Linked DNA regions of Mus musculus: region 2 is linked to region 1. The links are chromatin contacts, called in public Hi-C maps. All regions are on one chromosome and are shown on one strand. The core of a region is the stretch at or near the end of the contact, and the rest is flanking DNA. Distances in the headings are between cores, read along the strand shown.

Evidence for each region. Hi-C and Micro-C count contacts between places; a contact is called where the count stands out from the background.
Region 2: a contact with region 1 is called in a Hi-C map of CD8 T cells, with 4 times the contacts expected there. A contact is called at or near these places in 2 of 484 Hi-C or Micro-C datasets (CD4 T cells and CD8 T cells).

Annotation. Positions count from the first base shown.
Region 1 is chr19:38,051,869-38,057,702 of GRCm38.p6, reverse strand. It overlaps Cep55 (centrosomal protein 55), which reads right to left and starts at 2,662. Exons shown (of 10, transcript NM_001164362.2): 1 at 2,386-2,662; 2 at 137-293.
Region 2 is chr19:43,671,347-43,677,180 of GRCm38.p6, reverse strand. It overlaps Slc25a28 (solute carrier family 25, member 28), which reads left to right and starts at 2,300. Exons shown (of 4, transcript NM_145156.1): 1 at 2,300-2,705. The coding sequence starts at 2,415. It overlaps BC037704 (cDNA sequence BC037704), which reads right to left and starts at 2,003. Exons shown (of 1, transcript NR_045645.1): 1 at 11-2,003.

The DNA of each region.
Region 1 (5,834 bases), core at 1,413-3,912:
CCTTATAATGTACTCTGCTCTAAATAGAAGTGATTTATCCAAATCAGTGGGGTCCGGAAAGAAAATTGAGTAAGCTTTTTAGGGTGTTATTATGAATCTAAAACTCTTAGGTGGTAGATACAAGGGAAATATCTACCTTCTAGAAATATAATTTGCATACTTGTTTTTGCTGATATTTGCGAACAGATCTCTCAAGGCAGCCCAGGAGAGTCTGGAACTCACTACGTAACTTGGGTGGCACCGAACTCACAGGCCTCCTGCTTCAGCCTCCCAGGTTATAGGTTTACAGGCACCTGTAAATTAACAGAAAGTTTTGGTTTACAATCAGTGGAAGGGTCCCCAGGCCTTCCACTTTCAAGGTGATATCATACTCAAGAATAAAAACTCTAATTCTGAGTTTATAGTCATGAACTCAACGTGTGCTCTCTGCTTTAGAAGGTATGTGTAGTTGAACTCTGATGTAAGTCGCCCGAGGCCTACATGAACCGGGTATTTCTGGAAGGCAGGGTGGGGCTGAAAGAGACTTAGACTTTGAGAAAAGAATGATGAAGCCAAGACAAGTAGGCGACATGCAGGATAGGATGTGTCTCCGGGATGTCTCAAGGTTCTCTCAGCAGGTAGCAGAGTCTCAGAGAAGAGCATCTGTAGTTGACATAATATAGCCATCTAAGTCGAAGGCTACACCCCAGGTGACCTCATATTCAGTGGCAGCAAAGTCTGAATCAGCCTGCTTCAAGGCTGGGGGAGGCTACAGAACTCTATCTTATTCGTTTTAGAGCGTATGGCAGGAAGAAGTGAGAAAATCCAACACAAGACATTTATAGAAAAAGAGGTGTAATTCTCAGAGATTGGGGGGGGGTGAAAGAAATGAATGGGCAAATGAAGTTAGGCCAAGTTTCACATCTGCTAATAGTACTAGATGAGAGTTTAGAAGCAAATGTAGAATACAAACTCTAGGCAGGCAGATGTGTAGTAAAATACACTGTATATATAAATAATGTAAAAAATAGCTCTCCATTAAGAGATTTAATAAAACCATTTTTCTCATATGTCCTGAGATAAAAATGAAGGCAAGGTGATCATGGAATTGAAAGGAAGATAAGACCTTCCTTCATTCAACTGTTACTACAAAGCTATGGTGATACAGGCTAATAATCCTAGCACTCAGGAAGTAGAGGCAGGATGGGCAGGAGTTCACGGCCAGCCTCATTTGCATAGACTGAAGGCAGCCTAGCTGCACAAAACTGTTTAAACAAATCACAGACTATTACTACAAAGCCTTTTTACCAGGTAACCTAATCGGGACTGGATATAAGCTGGCTAAAGCAACAGAAAGAAGAAGAAACAACATAGAGTCTCGGATGCTAGGAAGCTTTCAGAACAGTGTAGCAGGCAACAGCAATACAACAAAAGAAAAGGAGATTCACATATTCTTAAACTGTAATTAATACTAATAGTCATAAAAGCTACCACTACAAGAAAATCTACTTAGGGCGGTGAGTGTGAGGTTGTCCTGTATAAAATCAGCCTAAAAATAATAGAACTGCATAAACAAACTTGAACGAAATCTGTATTAATGCATTCAACCTGGTTTTGCCCACTATCTTGACAAATACCAAGTAAAATTGCTAGTACAATCTGCCGAGGCAAATGCACAGTTAACGTGTTTTAGGAACCTGCTACCACAAACGTTTCTCCCTGGGCTTCTGCTGACGTCAGAAGGAGGACTTAACAGTTTGAAAATACCCTCAGGACATTTGCATCCTAACTTTTGGAGAGGATTCCTAAAAACTTAGTGTTCTTGACTCTTGTCTAGGCTGACCCAGCACACACTCCTCCTCATCTCAATCCTGCTCTCACCTAGTCTTTCCTTTCCCAGTATTTTCTATTCCAATCGATCATAAAGTTCTTTTTTTTTTTTTTTTAAAGTTCTTCTACTCGGGAACGTCCCTACCCAGTCCTAGTGGAATCTCCTTCAGGATGTGCTCTCTTAAATTTAATATGGGACACAGAACTCACCATACATACACAAGCTAGCAGTCAGTACTATCTGCTCACAACATTTTCTTTTTCAATCAACAACTGTTCAAAAGAACTGTGTTTTGATTTTTTTTTGGGGGGGGGGGCATACAAGAGCTTAAAGGCAGCTGCTTGGAAATCTCTGACTCGACTGAAGGGACCTAAGTCATTCTGGTCAGGAGTCTAAAGAAGCATTTCCGTTCAGTAAATCTCCCAAATCTACGAGGGGTCAGGAAAGAGGCAGGAAAATAAAAAACTGCAAAGAGAAGCGCTTGCTAAGCAAAGGCTGACCGCACTGGAGACCTGAGAGACCTGGCTCAGGTCACTGGCCTCGCGGTAACCTCTCTGTTAAGAAAGTGATAATACCGCCAAGTTCAAAGGAGCCGAAAGGATGGCCTGCGGGCCGGCGGTCGACAGGAACGCAGCGCGGGGTCTCTCAGGGAGCCAGCATGTGTTCCAGCGATTCCAGCCAGGGGAGACGGAGTCCTGCGGCGTGATCTGCTCACCAGCGCTCCTCCCGGGAGGTCTAGTCCTGCCCAGGGGCTAACGAGCCCCGGCTGTCCTCCCCTCCCTCCCCGGCCGAGGCCGGGACCACTCACTACCTGAGACAAACACAGCGCTCGCGTCGCCGCCGCAGACCACTTATCAACCAGGACACCGCTTCCGGGAGTTTGAATCCCGCGGCTGTAGGGCGGGTCACGTCACTGCCGGCTTGGCGAAGGGCGGGGTCTGCAATCAGAGGACGGGCGGGAGAGGGCGGGGTCTGCAATCTGAGGAAAGGCGGGAGAGGGCGGGGCCTGCAATCTGAGTGAAGGCTGGAATCTGAGGATGGAGGAGAGAGGGAGGGCCCAGGAGCCTGAGGGCGGGGCAAAGGCGGAGTCTAGAGCCAGAGGAGGGGCGGGGCAAGGTCTGGAACCCGACGGCAGGCGGGGCGAAGACCGGCTCTGGAATCAGAGGGAGGGGATCGAAACTAGCCGGGCAGACGGGTAGGGGCAGAGTGGGGAAGGTAAGGGCGAGCAAGACATAGAGCCTGACGGGAGCTACAATCCGTGCCGGCCGGGTCAGAGAAGGACCTTGTGAAGATAGAGGGTGTCTGTGGAAACGTGGTGTGAAATGAGGCGGGTGTGATGGTGTGGGTGTGGGTGTGGGTGTGCGGGAGTGTGGGCGTGGTGGAGGCGGAGCCAAGGACAGAGTCGGAGGACCAGTTCAATCTGGGCCTGCTTGCTTTTCTCTGTGTGTTCGGACCCTGCTGTTATCCATAGGACAAGCTCTGTGACCCTCGCCTGGGACTGACTGGTCTATGTTCTTTGGGAACCAATTTCTCTTTGTGAGGTAGAGCACAACCTCCTAGTCTTCCGGGCGGGCCACTCATTTACCCTGTCAAACTCAGGGGCGGAGCAATGGGGAACGAAGCTGTAGGGAGCTGATAAACTCCCAGTTTGAAAACCGAGATTGTGAGCCCCAGCAGCGATTCCAGATTGCTGCCCTACAGGCAGATGTGTCTTTATTGGTCTTTATCGGTCACATCAGGGTCTTGATTAGCGTCTTGAGAACTTGAAGCAAACAATTGCTTATGGCGTGTCGTTCTTAGACTTAGCCTAGGCATACCAGAAGTTTACAGCGAAAAAAATCAGTAGCAAAGCATCCTATGAAGGTAATGTATGTAGTACAAGGGTTAAAATCCTGAATGCCTCTTAATAGATGTGTGGCCTTGAGAACATTTCACTTCCTTGAGCCTCAGTTTCCTGATCTATACCAGGATGCAGATAACCATCTGGTAGTGTGGCTGCGAGGGCTAGAGTTTAACAAATGTAGTTAGGCACTGTTAAGTAAAAGACAACAAATCCATTTGTTACTGAATCTAGTGGATGAGAAACCATGTAAGGAATTTCAGTTTGTTTTATTTGTTTAAAGCAGGAAGATGGCAATCCAAGATACTGGAATTCTCTATTTACACAGTCCTCCCGCCTGAAGTATGAACGGAGAAACAGATGGAGAAAGGAATAGTCTTATTAACCACAAGGTGGCACACTAGAAGGCGGCAAGCAGGCTTTTGCGTTTCAATGTCCATCTTTCCCTTTTGCCCTGTTTTTCAGGGCATGTGGGTGTTTTTTGGGGTATGTGGGCCCCAAACAGGTGGAGCCTGGGTGACCCCGTGTTCCAAAGAGCAGCCTGTTCTGGTGTCCTGGTTCTGCACATCTTACCTTCTTTATGTAGAGCCGTGAGGTGTTCAGTTCAACACTTTTGTGTTGATTAAAATTAAAATGTCTGGTTATTGCTGAGGTCAGCTTTTCTGGCAAGCATCAACTCCAGGAAATTGACCTCTCATAACCTGAGACAAGGGAGGAAGGGGAGGGACTATGTTTTTAGCTAACTTCAATGAGCAGGTGTTCGACAAAAGGTAAATTTCAGTGGGCAGCTAATTCTGGAGAGTGCAGTATGGAATATGCAGAAATGGGGGTATTATGCATGTTTTTATTCCCAAGAAGCAGTTTTGGCTTTCTTCTTATTTGTGTGTTAAAGTGTCATATGGGAGTGATTAGGGGTGGGAGAAAGTTTGTCAACATGAAGTCAGGATGTGAATATTCACTGCCCAGACTATATAAGAAGCAAAATTGGAATCAAGTAGGAGGATCTTATATGCATGCACGATCTCCAACACACACACACACACACACACACACACACACACACACACACACACACACACACACACCAGGGGCAGGGGAGGGTTCCTTAAATAGTAGAGCACAGAGGAAGGGTAGGGAAGTTCACTGCAGTTCTACATCTGCCCTCCAGAACCTTGGTTCTTGTGGAAGCTGCAATGAATAAGGACTAGTAAGGGAGAGGCATAGCCAGGAGGTTCACTGGGAGGCTTGGATTATTTGTAAAAGCCAATGTTGGATCTAGACGTCAGTGTTTGCTCTTTATAGACAGGCACAGTCGTGAAGCTTCAAGCTGCTAGCTGTTTCGATAGCATCTCATGGAGATCTCATTGTCCAGGTGATACTGACAGTTCACTCAGGGATATTCTAGGGTGAGGATTCAAGACTCGTCTTTATTCATGTAAGGAGAAAAACGGGAATGTCTTTATCTTAGCAGGAGAGCTCATTTTCTCCTTAGGAAACAGTGTCAATGGTTTTTAGACTTACTAATTGGAAACCAGGAGGCTGGTGTGATCTAAAGAGTTCTAGCTTCCAAGGGGCCTTTCATGAGTCCACAGGACCCTGCCTGCTAATAGACCTGCATGGCTAATAGAACATTCTGCCATGACGGAAAACTTCCTCTGTTCTGTCCAGTATGGCAGCGCTGGCCACATTTGACTGATGTCTGCTTGAACTGTGGCTGCTGTGAGTGAGAAACTGAGCTCTAAGTTGTACTTAATTTTGCTTTTGAACAGACAGCTAGTTCTGTTAGTAGAAAAACTGTAAGTATATTTGAAAAACTTGGGTAGAGGAGCTCTTGAGAGGGTTCAGTTAGTAAAGGCTCAGGCCACCAAGTCTGACTGACTGAGTTTGACTCTCAGGATCTGCATAGTAGAAAAGAGTACTGACTCCTTAAGTTGTCCCTTAAAACACACACATGCACACACACACACACATACACACTCACTGAATAAATGTGATTTAAAAGGCATACACATATCCTTTGGGTTCTAAAGACTACAACATCTAAATATAGATCAAACACTTCTGATGAAGACTTTGTGTTCAAGTTGAGATCTAATATGCTTTGTATTCTTACATATTAAAAACCATAATATTCTGGGTTGACTAGCTAAAATAAAACATGGAAATCTGTCTTACCTAGTATGT
Region 2 (5,834 bases), core at 1,051-3,550, 5.6 Mb before region 1:
AGACTTATTGTCATGTTTGGCTTCAGAAGTCAGCCTCATTTTATTCTCTACCCATTTCATGCAGGGTACAATGTCAGCTGGGGAGCACGGGAGGACCCTCAAGAACAAACCTTTTGAATTTTAAAAGGGAAAGAGAAGAAATGCATTCTAGGGAAGTGCCCATATAAAAGTCAGCTGTGGAAGCAAATACATTAACCCCGAGTAATAAACGTGTCTCCCCCGAGGGTAGTTAGGGTGGTTGTAACCCGTTTCTCCTTCTACAAGGCTCTTCTCCCTATCTTTCATCACTGACCCTTGCTTGCCACTCTCTGTGCCATCCGTCTCTAGGTAGACAGAACCACCCTGCCACACTGCAGTGAGTGGCTGGACATTCCCTAGCTCTCCAATGCCACAAAAACAAGCAAGTAGGCTAGGCAAAACAGAAAGAAGGCCCCTGGGAGGAAAATGAGTTTGGAATGGCAAACTTCTGCACTGTATTAAAGACTGTTAATAAACATTTCCGCCTCCAGGGATGCTCCACTTCAGTAGCTAGCAAGGTGAAAGAGACTTAGAAATCTAAAGGCTGGTATCTGGAGTCTTTCCTGGGGGAGAAAGTTCTAAGGTGTGGGTCACTGTAGGACAATGTAGAGTATTATTTCTCACCATGAGAAGTCATTGAACTGAGATGATCATTTTAGGACCATAAAAAAGTAAATATGATAAGAAGAGACGGGATATAGCAGGCATTGTCATTAATTTGTCAGGGAAGAAAATTGATATTTTAACAGGACTGGGGGGTGGAGGCTTTTTTGAGATCTATTCATCTCTCAGAGAAAAGTGCAGGGTAGCAAGAAGTCTGTATATGATGTGGGGAAGAATTCTTAACCCGAGGTTAACGGAATCTCCTTCACGCTGAAACCCGAAATAAAAAGCAGTTTTGTGTGTGACTGGGGATGGGGTTGGGAACTTAAGAGCTTTATTTTCCAAGAGATCACGACACAAACGTTAGTAACTACTGCCAAAGATTAGTTGAAAGACCCGTCCGCCGAAGGGCTAAGCTTTAGAGAGGAAATGGAAAAGCCTCCAACCGTTCTAAGGAAGCGCTACGAAAAGATGGAAAAGTTTGCAATTGCGTCATCATCTCATTAAAATAGGTTGTAAAGGCAGAGCTAGAAACTGGGGAAGCGTGTGCAAACACGCTGCTGAGAAGGGAGCCTGAGGTAGCCTGCAGAACCAGCGAGCGGAAAGGGGCCCTCGCTCCTCAGTAGAGGCTGAGGCTCGAGAGTCGCTTCAGTGCCCGCTTCTGCTCAAGGTAGTGGCCCTGAGGACCAGACGTCCCTAGCATCGTTTTACAACCGGGGAGCGGTTCTCAAGAAGCAGCAGCTCAGCGGTCCCGGAGAGAGAGAGCGGACAGCCATCAGACCCGGTGGAGTTTATCAGCAAGCGAGCTCGGGATACGAAGTTCAAGTGTATGTCTCGGAACAAGCTCCACTCCCAGGCATCAGCAGTTGCTCTGCCGCGATTGGGATGGTGCTCCAAGACCCTGACACCTGTCGTCGCCTCCGAACCATCCCATTTCGCCTTCTCCTTTCCCAACGCAGAGTCCACCCAATGAGAGCTCATCGGTCCACCCACTGGAGGGTTCACTAGGCGGCTTTGGGTGGGAGGCCCAAGGCGAGCGGATCTGCGCTGATGGCACACCACTCCAGAGCCACCCGAGGCTCACAGCCGATCTCCCCTAGCGGCGGGTTGGGCCGTGCCAGGGGACGCAGGGTCCGGGCTGACTCCGCCCCCGCCTGAGATCCCGCGGGAACAGTCGCACCGTGCTACTCGACACCCGGTGCACGCCAGAGCACGCGTCCTAACGGCAACCGACAGCGGTTTGACCTTGAAGGTCTGGCTGGCACCGCCCCCTCTCCCCGGCAGTCCCGACCGCCACGCACGCCGCGCCGGGGTACAGCCGGGAGCCGGTCCCTGTCCTCCAGGCGCTTCTCTCCACATCCAATGGAAGAACGAAGTGGTTCGGGCCAATGGCCACCGCCAAAGTAGCTAGAGCGGTTGAGCCTATCAAAGTTCAGCTTTACGTTTCTCCCGCCTCCGAAACGCTAGGGGCGGGTCGATCGGGCAAGTCCGCCAATCAAGAGCCAATAAACAAGACGCTTCCAAGATCAAAGGGGAAGGGGTGGGACCTACGGGACTAATGACAAGCTATCTGACGAATAACACAGATACATTTTGGCTCCGTAAAAAGGGGGCGGAGACACGTTAGGGCCTACACCAATGGCTGTCTGGGGGGCGTGTCCTCGGGGCCAAGCGGGAGCCGGAGGCCCCGGGCTCTCTGGGCCGCGCCTGAGGCGGACGCAACGGGGCCGGGGGGCGGCGGCAGTGGTGGCGGCAGCGGCGGCGCGTGTGGGCGCCGCGGCTGGCCGAAGTGGATGGAGTTGGAGGGGCGGAGTGCAGGCGGCGTGGCGGGAGGACCAGCTGCTGGGCCCGGGCGGAGCCCCGGGGAGTCGGCGCTGCTGGACGGGTGGCTGCAGCGGGGCGTGGGCCGGGGGGCCGGCGGCGGGGAGGCGGGGGCCTATCAGCCCCCTGTACGGCTGGATCCGGAGTCCGGCCCGGAATACGAAGCGCTGCCGGCTGGAGCCACTGTCACCACGCACATGGTGGCGGGCGCCGTGGCAGGGATCCTGGAGCATTGCGTGATGTACCCGATCGACTGCGTCAAGGTGAGACCTGGACCAGGCTGCGAACCGGACCTGGGGCTGACCCGACCCTGAACCTTGTTTAGAGCCAGAATCCCAACTGAGACCCAGAGCTGATAGGTTTCTTCCTGGCTCCTACCTCTACACACGGTTTGAGCCAATACTCCGTGCAAGCAAAGTCCTGGCTGGTAGATGAGCTCAGTCAGGAACCAGGACTTACTTCTAACGGTCAGTGAGGCGAAGCAAAAATCTTGTCAGCCAAAGACTTGATCCCGATTGGGACTAAGCAGGGATGGGATGGGATTGGGGGGGGGGGATCCCGAAGCACAGGTAAGTCTATAACAAACCAGCTGGCATGAAATCAGACGGTGAACTCTATCCGATAGCTTGGGTTGAGATGTGCTTCGGGTCGGCGCTTTCACAAGCTCCTTGCTGCGTCTTTCCTTTAAAGTGACGGGGCAGGAACCGGAATCTGGGATCTCTCAGCTAGATAAAAGTACGTATTAAATCTTAACCTGGGAGTGGTTGAAAAAAAAATCATTGTGCAGTCAAAAGTGAGAGTTCCAGACTGGAATGGATGTGGGAATAAGGCATGTTAAGAAAAACGGTTTCGGTTTCTCTGCGAGGCAAGATTGGTAGCCCATCTATTTCCTGAACGTAAAAATTGAGCTGGGACTAAGATTCTATGTTGAGGGAGCAAGTGCATCAGCCCCTTACACAACAGAGGTGAAACTGATAGTCTCTTTCGTTGGGCCCCTGAATTTGACAAAAAGGAAAACAGCTGGAGGGAAGTGTGATGATATTAGAAAGCAGATGTGGAGAAACAGAATGAGATTATCAGGGTACGCTCAGGGCTGGACGTAAAGCCAACTGCATCCACAACCAAGCAGGACGGTTAATACACATACAGGTCAGGTCTCTGGGAAGAAGCCTGGGGGAAAATGGAAACATTGTTTTTCCTTGCTGTTCTTAGACTTGTGCTTGAGTCGAGATGCCAGCTACTGAAAGGGCAGTAACTTCAAGGGGGTTCTTGAAATCGTCGATGCTTTCTTTACACCACTTGTGTAGGCACTGGCCTGTCAGCTCTTTGATGGATGCTTTCCCGTTTAGGATAGCATCCACGTCAGCCATGCAAAAATCACTTTCTTCTGCTTGCCCCTGGATTCAGTACTGTTTTGCATTTTCATTTGTAAAGTGGATAAGGAACTAGGGAAAGTGCTCCCGAGGTTTTGTGAATGAGTTTGGGTGATGGAGAGAGAGTTCCTGAACTTTTGTGAATGGCATTGAGTTGGCCAGGGTTTTCAGTACACTCCAGGTTAGCTCCTAGCAGGCTAAGTGCACCTGACTGAGGTAAACATGAGCATTTTAAATGTCCTTGCCACTGGAGAGAACTAGACCGTGACCTGGAGTTAAGGCTGGAGGTGTTCCTTGGGTAGCAGCGTTTCCCAGATAACGTGCTGTGACTTACCTTAAAAGAAAGAATAAAGCCTGTATGAGAGAAATCACTAATGAGCTGTAAAAACGAACATATAGAAATAACAGTGAGTCAAACATTTATCAGAGAGACTGTAGGTTGGATGTCTTGAGTTAATGAAAGCTATATATCCAAAAGTTAAGCTTCAGAGTTACCTCCCTCATCTCCGACTACAGCAGAGGGGTCTGGAGTGCTGTGTTCAGGATAAGTATCATGTGGAAGACAGATCAGAGGAAGCAATAGAATTATTTAGTGGAATGCAGTGTGATAATCTCCAATTTAAAAATGTTACTATTGCGATTGGAAAGGCGGCTCCGGTAATCGTCTGTTACCGGTCATGTGAAAATCCAGGCATGGTAGTCCTTGTATATAATCCCAGTGTTGGGGAAGTAGAGGCAGTCAGATCCTTGGAGCTCACCAGCTAGCTAGTGTAGGCAAATCCACGAGTCCAGGTAAGAGAACCTGTCTCAACGCTGAGTGCCTTTAATTCCAGCACCCAGGAGGCAGAGACAGGCAGATCAAGTTCCAGAATCCGGTCTGTGTAGTAAGACCCTGTTTCAATAAATGAACAAGGTGGGAAGTGACTGAGGAAGATGCCCAACGTCCTGCCCCACACACATTCCCAGGTTTGCACATAATCCAAACAAACATGAACCTGAGCCACACGGAAAGGAAAGAAAGATATGTTACCACTACCAGTCAATTTGATACTTGTATTGTTACAAAATAGTAAGACTTCTCCTTACTTTATAATGCCCTTTTGGCTTTAAACAGTTTTATGAATTCCCTTGTTAGATATGCCAATAGAGCCAGGTGTTAGTGACTCATGCTTTTAATCCCAGCATTTAGAAGGCAGAGGTAGGCAGATCTCTGTGAGTTTGTGGCTAGCCTGGTCTACACAGTTAGTTCCAGGATATCCAGGACTACACAGAGAAACTCTAGCTCAAAAAGAAGGGGGAGGTAGTGGACGAAGTCAAGGAGGAGGAAGAGGAGGAGGAGGATAAAGAAGAATCGGGGGGTGGGGGGAGAAGGGGAAGAAGAAATGCCTCTAGCATATCCTTAGTGAGGGCAAAAAGAATCAATCAAAAGATGATGCAGCAACAGAGACCACTCAGAATCTACGATGGCACACCAGAATGGCCATAGTGCCTGCTCTCTAAACATGAGGAAGGGCTGGCAAATACAATCCCTGGCTTACTTCCCAGGTGAGAGAACACGAGAGAAAGAGAAGGAAGGGGTTCCAAGGCGTGTTACAGACAGGAGGATTACTGGAGTTGTGTCTAGTCTTCCAAGGTTAACTACTAATATTTCCTAATCACCTACATATGCTTTGGGATTTGTATTTTTAAAGAAATTGACTGTACAGTTTTACAGTCTAGCCTCTAAACCCTACTCTAAAGAACTGGTTGTTTGATTTGAAGGACAAATGACTAAGAGTCTTCAAAAATGCAAATGTTTATCTCCGAAGAATCATTTCTCCTTGCTGTTGATGCTGGGAATTAAAAGGACAGCCCGGTCTGAGCTAGTGTCCTAACAGCTAATGTTTGCGTGAGGCATGAATGTAACTGAAACCCCTGCCCTTAGAACGGGCTTCCTGGCTCACTTGTCCCCTCACGGCTGTGCTGTTCTCCCCGTGGATGGTGGAGAAGAAGCAGCCCAGCCAGACTCCATGGCTGGAC